Linked DNA regions of Zea mays: region 1 is linked to region 2. The links are chromatin contacts, called in public Hi-C maps. All regions are on one chromosome and are shown on one strand. Each heading gives the region's core, a stretch centred on a gene start, on an enhancer-like site or on the middle of the called end of the contact. The rest is flanking DNA. Distances are from core to core; before and after follow the strand shown.

Region 1 (4,660 bases), core at 305-2,804, 130 kb before region 2:
AAATTGAATGGCTGATATCGCACAAAGCATATATCGTTATAGAAAGTTACATAAATAACTATACCGTACATCATAATCAATGAAAAAAATCCTAGTATAGGCTCAACCAACATTCGCATGCATAAACAATGGACTGAAGGAGGTTGTCGCCGGAGGACGCCGCCGAGACCATCGGATCGGAGGAGTTGGTCACCGAAGCACGCCCGAACCGTCGTACATATCGCCAAGCCTCGCAGCCCGTGCCTCGCGCAACCGTCGTTGCCAGCGGAGCCACCCGAGCTTTGCATGACCACCATTGCCGGAAATGGCGGTCCCTCGCGCGATTGCCGGAGGGGGCCATCACTGCCATCACTTCGGGGCCATCATCGCCTCTCACGCCTTGGGTAGCCGCCGTCGACGAATGAGGGGCGCGCGTCGCTCGCTCGTGCCTCCAGGGCCGCCATCGCCGCTACGGGCGACTCCAAGGCCGCTGTCGCCACTCGTGCCTCGAGGAACCGTCGCCGTCGCTCGTGCATTAGGATGGGGGCGTAAAAAATGAACCCTAGTGGTCTAGGACTCATTTTATAGACGCCAAAACTTGGTTGGATTGGACCGCATAGCCTAGTGTCTGGCTTAGGCTTTCTTTAGTTATTTGAAGCCCAGGGTTATATATATATATATATATATATATATATATATATATATATAACACACTTATACTTGTGATTCCAGGTATTCAGGTTCTTCCCCAATAATTGGGCTTCAACTTCCTCTGTCACCTCGCTTCTATGCATAACAATACATATAGACATACATGTAATAGGTAAAAATGATATTACACCAAAGATAGAAACAAACCACACATTAATATTTTATACATCACTACGAGGTCATAGGTTCGAGAATCACTAAGATCAAAGTTATGGTTAAAAGGATATAGTTTTTGGAAGATCTACGTGATTAACTATGAAAACAGGTTCTAGGTTGATCTTTAGCAATATAAATCATGTGAGAAAGATATTTTAAATAAATAGCTAATTCAACTTTAATCTAAGTTATAATTTGATTAGAGATTATACTTTAGTCAAGTTATAGATGGCCCAAATTAAAATGCAACATTAACTTAGATTAGAGGAGTTACTTTAATAAACATAGGTTGAATAAATTAGTTATTTATTTTTTTATAACATGTTGCATGATAAAATAATGTTGTTAATGCATAGAAAATTTAATCATGAAGCTATCGCAACGGGAACAGACCAAATCGAAGTAAAAATGAGAAAAATATGAGCTAAATAAGTTTTAGGACTGTTTTTAATTAAAATATAAATTTCAGGGACCTATCCGTGGTAAACCAGTACCTGTTTGTAAGTTTCTTGGAACTAACACGGACGACGGGTTAAATCCTCTCTTTCTAAAGATAAAAAACCATGGCTAAACTGCACGGTTTAACCAAAGCCGCGAGATCTTGATCCTATGGCCCCAATTAAATCCCGAACCGGTATGCTATGATAACCACTGGATCTAGATTCGAAAGTCCAGATTCCATTAAGTGAAAGGGTACGCGAGCTCTAATCTGAACCGTCTGTTTAGATCAAACGGTTAGGTGCTTCTCCCTTCCCGCGGTGGTGAGTCCATCGGTTCGACACATCCTCACGCCCTGGTGCATGATTTTCTAGGCTACTAGCTACGAAAACAAGCGGTGGTCCTAGCGAACACATTCAGGGATACGTACGAGTGGCTGGGGCATCAACGTCCCCTTGGCCATAGTGCGGGGCAGATTGGCGGCAGCACAGTTGACTCCGGCGAGAAATTGCCCATGCCCCGACCACCCATGCGTTGAATTAAGGGTAGGTATAACTTCCATGCGTCATCGTGATTCCCCAAAGACACTCGCCAAGACCCCGATGATGCCCTTCCGAGACAACGACGTAGCGGCCCTCATCTTCTCCTTCTCTGCTCTCGGCATCTCTGTGTTCGTCGTTGTGATGAAGTGCGGGGCATGCCCTGAGGTTATATGGCATAGAGCCTAGAGGGGGGGTAGAGTCAATCTCAACCGAACTCTGGCGGAATCCATGGCATGCATTTGCGATGAGTGGAGTTTGTTACAAAGATCGCGTATGGCTCTTGCGTCTCGGACTCTAGGTGAGGGAAGCATCTGGCAATATGAGTCCACAAGCCAGCGTCAGAGAGTGAGACTACGCGTGCGACAACGAGGTGCTGGCGAAGGGGGTCCACACGATGGTGTAACAAGGAGAAGCAGACGCGAACGCGGTTCCACATCCTGAGGAGCGGGCCCCGCCTGTTGGTGAGATCAATGGTGTGGGTGCGCGCGAGTGGATGGGCCAACTGGTTGGGTCGACGGGGTGAGGCGAGTTGGGCCAGGATGTGGGATTCAACCTAGACGGGTTCTCTTTTCTTTTTATTTTCTTTTTCTGTTTTCTTTTATTTTAGTTTTATTTTCTTTTCCAACTTAAAGCAAATTCATGTAAAGTTTTAATTTCAAACCTTAATTAGAATGCACAAGCAAAAATTCGACATGATGCAAATAAGTAATTATGTATTTATTTATATTAGTTCTTTTATCCATGCTTCAAAGCATATAATTTTATAAAGAATAATTCACACATTATCCTATTTTAAGCAAACACTTTTGAATATGCACTCCATATACCAAAATTAAATATTTGAGACAAATAATTTCTAGTACCTAAAATCCTTTAGAGAGTATATATATATTAATATATATATATATATAATCCAATAAATAAATAACTAAATTCATATTGTAATCCTTTTATTTAATCTTTATTAAGAAACATTCCTTTTTGGAGATGTAATTTTAAATGTAGCAAATTATCTTATTAAGAGATACTCAAAGTCAGAATCTTTGGAGAATCCCAAAATAGAATTCTGAGGTGTTACAATTAATCAATTGAACAACTTTCTATTGTTTATTGTTCTGAGTTTCAAGTTAATTTTTAGTTTCAAAGTTTAGATCAAATTTTAAACTAACAATATTTCAATATTATAATTTATTTCAAAAAGGATAACTTCCAAAGTATAATTCTTCATCAGGAGACACTTTACGTTGATTCTTTTTTTATAGAAGTTTTACTAAACCCAAAATCAGGATTTTGGGGTGTTACAAATTCTACCCCCTTAAAAAGAATCTCGACCTCGAGGTTATGATAGAGTAGGGTGTAACACCCCTAGTGTTACAAGAACTAAAACTTTGGCATGACATCATATGCATTAGCATTTCATTATGTATGTTACACCTAGAGTGCATCCACTTGGTAAAAATTTCAAAACAAGTTGTGATGTGATGACTTGAATTGATCCTTAACCCTAGGATAGGGTACTTACCCAAGGACTAGAAGCATGTGGGTGTGAAAGATAACAATTTGAGTATGAACTCAAAGGTTAGTGGAGATGTTCAAAAGAGACTAAACTTAGAGTGTTTGAATGGCACATAAACCCTAGAACACTCAAACCCTAATAAGGACCCTATAAACCCTAATTAGTGCCTTTTGAGGTGACTCCAATTTCTATGCACTTTTGGACCAAAGTGCATGTATCAAAGTGGTAGAGTAACAAAAACTAGGCAACTTTTACATTTGGAGATTTCCAAGTTTTATGGAACAAATTGGAATAAATTGCATAAAGGTCCCAAAGGCACCCAAATGCTTAACTCTGAAAAATAGTGATATTGTGCTGACTTTAGATCCATGTATCTCTTGATCTATGTGGATTTTGCCATGGGTCACTACAACAAATTTGTAGAGCTATTAAAGTAGTCCAAGTTTGATTAAGTGATTGAGCCCTAGAGCTGTACAGGAATTAGAGCAAAATAGCCTGGAAGTTGGGCCGTCAGTCGTGTGCTCGTCTGAAAGTTAGATTGACAGTGGCATTAGATCAACTTTAGAACCAAATTATGCTTGATCGAGTGGAGGTATGAGCAAGAACCTTATAACAAAGTTGAAGCTGGTATGATGGACAACAACTTTGATGTAGTCAGATTAACATGTTGTCACATAAAAATTTGAGAAAGGAACTCCTCAAATCGCTTTGTCAGGTGCGCTGAATGGACATCGCCATGGTACAGTGCGCTGAAGAAGATCCTTGGTGCATTGTACCTCACCGCCGCTGATCGGGCGTGGTGATTCGAGCTCACCGTGAAGATTCGTGCATGGATCAGCGTGGATATTACCAGGCAAGTGAAAAGATCATGACCGCAGATGAGATTGTGAGCTGGCCACCGTACCCACTTGCTTCACGACAGGCCGGGATGTCATCGTCAACGTCCGTCGCTCGCCGCGAGGATGCCACGTGATTGGGGACAATACCACATCGCAATCTGTCGCTGTGGATAACCTATTTACCGCCAGGGGCCTACCTCACCGAGAGCCACAGCAGTTGCACTCCGGTGACTCACCTCTCTTCCGGCCGCGAGAGCATCTCGTCCCAAATTCGCGAAGCACTCGCGTAGTCGCTATAAATTGAAGGCCCTCCCTGCTCTGCCTTCTTGTTACTTGCCCAGTGCACCGCTCCTCTCCTCAATCCCTCCACTATAGCCCGAGGAATCGGATTTTCCCCAAGTCGGCCATTCACGCCGCTGTGAGGTACCCGACCGTGATCAACCGTTCCTAGGTCCGTTCATTCCCCTTTGTGCCATGTT
Region 2 (4,430 bases), core at 1,466-3,965:
GCCGAGTCTGTCCCTGATCGCCCTCTCGCCCTGTGCGGAGGCTCGGGGGCTGCTCTCGCAAACCCGGCTCCGGCCGAACCGTTGACAGCGTCAACATACCAGCCCGAGAACTTGGGCCCCGACCGTGCACCCGGGCTACGGCCAGTTCGCATGAGGGAACAACCAGACCAGCCGAAGCATTACGCAAGGCATTAAGACCTCGAGGGAGTGAAACCACTCCTCCGAGGCCTCGGGGGCTACACCCGGCGGGTGCGCTCGCGTGCACCCACCGGAACAAAATGCAACCGAGAAAGGCTGGTCCCCTTGCAAAAAAGTGCGACGAAAGCCTCCAAGCGAGTGCTAACACTCCCTTCGAGGCTCGGGGGCTACTGTCGGGGACCATAATTAGGGGTACCCTCAAGACGCCTAATTCTCAGCTGGTAACCCCCATCAGCATAAAGCTGCAGAGGCCTGATGGGTGCGATTAAGTCAGGGATCAGTCCATACGAGCGACTCGATCACGCCTCGCCCAAGCCTAGCCTCGGGCAAGGGCAGCCGACCCCGAGGGATTTCCGTCTCGCCCGAGGCCCCCCTTTAACGGCGGACACATCTCCGGCTCGCCCGAGGCCTTGCCTTCGCTAAGAAGCAACCCTGACTAAATCGCCGCGCCGACCGACCGAGTCGCAGGGGCATTTAACGCAAAGGTAGCCTGACACCTTTATCCTGACGCGCGCCCCCCGGCAGAGCCGAAGTGACCGCCGTCACTTCGCCGCTCCACTGACCGGTCTGACAGAAGGACAGCGCCGCCTGCGCCACTCCGACTGCAGCGCCACTTGACAGAGTGAGACTGACAGGCAGTCAGGCCCTGCCAAAGGCGCCATAGGAAACTCCGCTCCGCCCGACCCAGGGCTCGGACTCGGGCTAAGCCCCGGAAGACGGCGAACTCCGCTCCGCCCGACCCAGGGCTCGGACTCGGGCTAAGCCCCGGAAGACGGCGAACTCCGCTCCGCCCGACCCAGGGCTCGGACTCGGGCTAAGCCCCGGAAGACGGCGAACTCCGCTCCGCCCGACCCAGGGCTCGGACTCGGGCTAAGCCCCGGAAGACGACGAACTCCGCTCCGCCCGACCCAGGGCTCGGACTCGGGCTCAGCCCCAGAAGACGACGAACTCCGCTTCGCCCGACCCCAGGGCTCGGACTCCGCCCTGGCCTCTACCGAACAACCTCCGCCTCGCCCGACCCAGGGGCTCGGGCTCGGCCTCGGCCATGGAAGACAGATTCGACCTCGGCTTCGGAGGAGCCTCCACGTCGCCCGACCTAGGGCACAGGCCAGCCACGTCAACAGGAAGCGCCATCATCACCCTACCCCGATCCGACTCGGGCCGCAGAGAACAAGACCAGTGTCCCATCTGGCTAGCTCCGCCAGATAGGCAATGATGGCGCCCCGCTAGCCCTGTGACGACGGCGGCTCTCAGCTCCCTTACGGAAGCAGGGGGACGTCAGCAAGGACTCGACCGCTCCGACAGCTGTCCCTCCGCCAGGCTCCGTTGCTCCTCCGACAACCACGACATCACACCAGCAGGGTGCCAAGATCTCTCCGGCTGCCACATTGGCATGTACTTAGGGCGCTAGCTCTCCCCCCGCTAGACACGTAGCACTCTGCTACACCCCCATTGTACACCTGGATCCTCTCCTTACGCCTATAAAAGGAAGGACTAGGGCCTTCTTAGAGAAGGTTGGCCGCGCGGGGACGAGGACGGGACATGCGCTCTCTTGGGGCCGCTCGCTTCCCTCACCCGCGTGGACGCTTGTAACCCCCTACTGCAAGCGCACCCGACCTGGGCGCGGGACGAACACGAAGGCCGCGGGATTTCCACCTCTCTCACGCCCGTCTCCGGCCACCTCGCTTTCCCCCCTTCGCGCTCGCCCACGCGCTCGACCCATCTGGGCTGGGGCACGCGGCACACTCACTCGTCGGCTTAGGGACCCCCCGGTCTCGAGACGCCGACACAAATATTCAAAGGGGTAACACTTTGTATTGTAAGAGAGAGTTTCTAGTTATAATCCAATTTCAAAGAATTGGGTCTCTAATTCTAAATCTCAATTCCATGTGAAACCAAACAACATAATTCAGGAAACTTGATTCCAAATCTTAATTATGTGCTCCAATATCTACATCCAAATGAGGTATTAAGGGGGTGTTTGGGACCGTTCCAGCTCCACAAAATTTGGTGGAGCAAGTCATTAGATGCACCAGAAAATCGTTGAGCTAAAGTTGTAGACTTTTATTTATTAGTTAAATTTAAATTATTCTTTAAAACTATTTAAAATTTTATTATAAAATAAAATACATAAGCTAAAACCTAGAGCACTTCCAAACATCTTAAGAGTTGGTTTAATGGACAAGAAAATAGAGAAGATCTATTCGCTTTGGACGGTTGCATGCGGATGCATAGGCTCGGGCGAGCCAGGCCGACCTGGTACGACCATTTTGGACGTATCCGGGAATGCAGTAAATGGTCTCAAATTGATTTGTTTTACATCCATTTGTGTAGTTTGCGTCTTATATATACAGTCAATAAAAACTCTAACAAAGTCAATGCATATGGTGGTTCAGAATGAGACGGTGCGATTAACCAATGGTAGGTTTACGCCTGGTTTGGCGACAAGAGATAAAAAAAAGAGATTAATGGAGGAATGCCTTGAAAAAAAAACAGATGCAGCCGGCCGAAAGCCTGACTGGCTGCATTCGGGCCTGGCCCTTGTGCCACTTCCTCCGCAACGCCTCGCCAGTTGCAAGGACTGAATATCCCCCGACCGCAACGGCGCCGGTCTCCCTCGCTCCATCCTTCTAGGCAGGCCCTCGCTCTCCCGTGGATCCTCCGCCGCGCCGCCGCCCCTTTATCTGAGCCATCCAGCGGAGCGGAGATCCATCCGTTGGGGCGTGGATTCAGTCCCTTCCCTTCTCGGTGGTGAGTCCGCTTGCCCCGCATGGGTGATGGGTGAAGGTGGGGTGGGTTCGCTCGTGGTTCCAGGGGTCGGTTTTGCTCTCGATCAAAACCGAAACTTTTCTGCGCCTCTTACACGTGCGTGGATTGTTGCGCTGTTTGTTACACTACCCCAGTCCAATCCTGTCGATTCATTCAATACATCGTTTGATTCGATGAGATTCTCCTCCTTTTTTTCTGCTGCGTGCCGTGCAAGATCGGCATCGCTTGCCACCGTAGGACCTGTTTTAGTTGCCAATTAAGTGAGGGCATGGGTTCAATCTATTTTCGAGAACCATTTTGCGGGATTCGGTGCGCACTCGTGTCCCACGCCGAGGTTCCGCCGGCTGGGGCGGGTTGGGGGATTTTATTTTTATATTATAGGTTATAGTAGCTGCCTCCCATGCCAGATTGGCTGATCCCGTCGGTAACACAGGGGTCTCAGCCATGTAAGATTTGGTACGGTACTCCGGTTGTTTATCTGTGGATGGGATATATGATTGCTGAATGGGCTTATTTGATCCGATCCAGGTTTTGATCTAGGACTGCTCTTCCAGTGCATGCCACATTAGCCGGAAACAATAGATTCCTTAACACCAGTTTTTCCAAAAACTTGGAATGCTGCTGTATACTCCCTCTGTCCCAAATTAAAATTCGTTTTAGGTAATTAATGAATTCATACAATACTTGATGTATGCGTTTTATAGATGTGTCAAGATTCTTCATCATTTATTTGAATATAGTTATAAAAATCCAGAGTTAAAACAAATGCTATTTTGGGACGGAGGGAGTATATAATGGCTATGTTGTACATGTTGGGGAGCTGTTTGGTTAATATCACTGATCAGAAGAGATCTTGTTCCTTCACTGTTGTTTATTTTATGTTACCTATATAGCTTCCTCACTGTTATGCACTTATTGCTGTTCCGCTTTGTGACTACTAGTTATTTAGTCAGCTATAACATGTTTGGTCTTCCTGCAGGTTACTCCCACAGTGAGGGTAACTCGAATAACTGTGAGTGCTACTGTGAGATGGGTGGTGTGCTCTCTCTTTTAGCTTGGTGATCATCTGAAAAAAGGAAGTGCTGTTTATTTCTGTAAGATAGAAAGCAAACCATTGGTTCATGAATGGTTTAGTCATGCTAAGAAAAACAAAGTTCTAAGAACACATATACAGTGCACGTGCTTGCTGGCAATATGAATGAAAACTCTGCCATTATTATTTCGGATAGTGATGATGACTCAATTGGCTCAATATTCGATGATGACGACCAGCCAGCGTCTGCAATCGCAAGGCTTGATCAAAATGCTGAAGGACGAATAATCAATTTTGAGGATGAAGATTGGCAAAGGAGCGCTCCTGCTCCACCATCGACTAAGCCTACTGAGAACAACAATGGTCAATACAGGATTCTTCCAGCATCCCTTACGAATGGTAGACATGCTGAGAGTAGTCGTTATACATT

What was found. A called contact is a pair of places that touch in the nucleus more often than the background predicts.
Region 1: a Hi-C map of leaf shows a contact between it and region 2, with 2.1 times the contacts expected there. The contact joins the enhancer-like site here to the promoter of LOC100216734 in region 2. A contact is called at or near these places in 6 of 25 Hi-C or Micro-C datasets (bundle sheath, endosperm, leaf and 1 more).

Annotation. Positions count from the first base shown.
Region 1 is chr4:31,279,350-31,284,009 of Zm-B73-REFERENCE-NAM-5.0, reverse strand. No RefSeq gene overlaps it. Among protein-coding and RNA genes, the nearest start is that of LOC103653034, 16 kb to the left of the region's middle. Within about 2 kb of position 1,554, at least 19 of the 20 cell types and tissues checked have an H3K27ac peak or open chromatin away from gene starts, as enhancers often do. A contact at or near this core is called in bundle sheath, endosperm, leaf and 1 more, where this site is marked.
Region 2 is chr4:31,147,101-31,151,530 of Zm-B73-REFERENCE-NAM-5.0, reverse strand. LOC100216734 reads left to right here and starts at 2,715. Exons shown (of 11, transcript NM_001320074.1): 1 at 2,715-2,949; 2 at 3,947-4,430. The coding sequence starts at 4,162.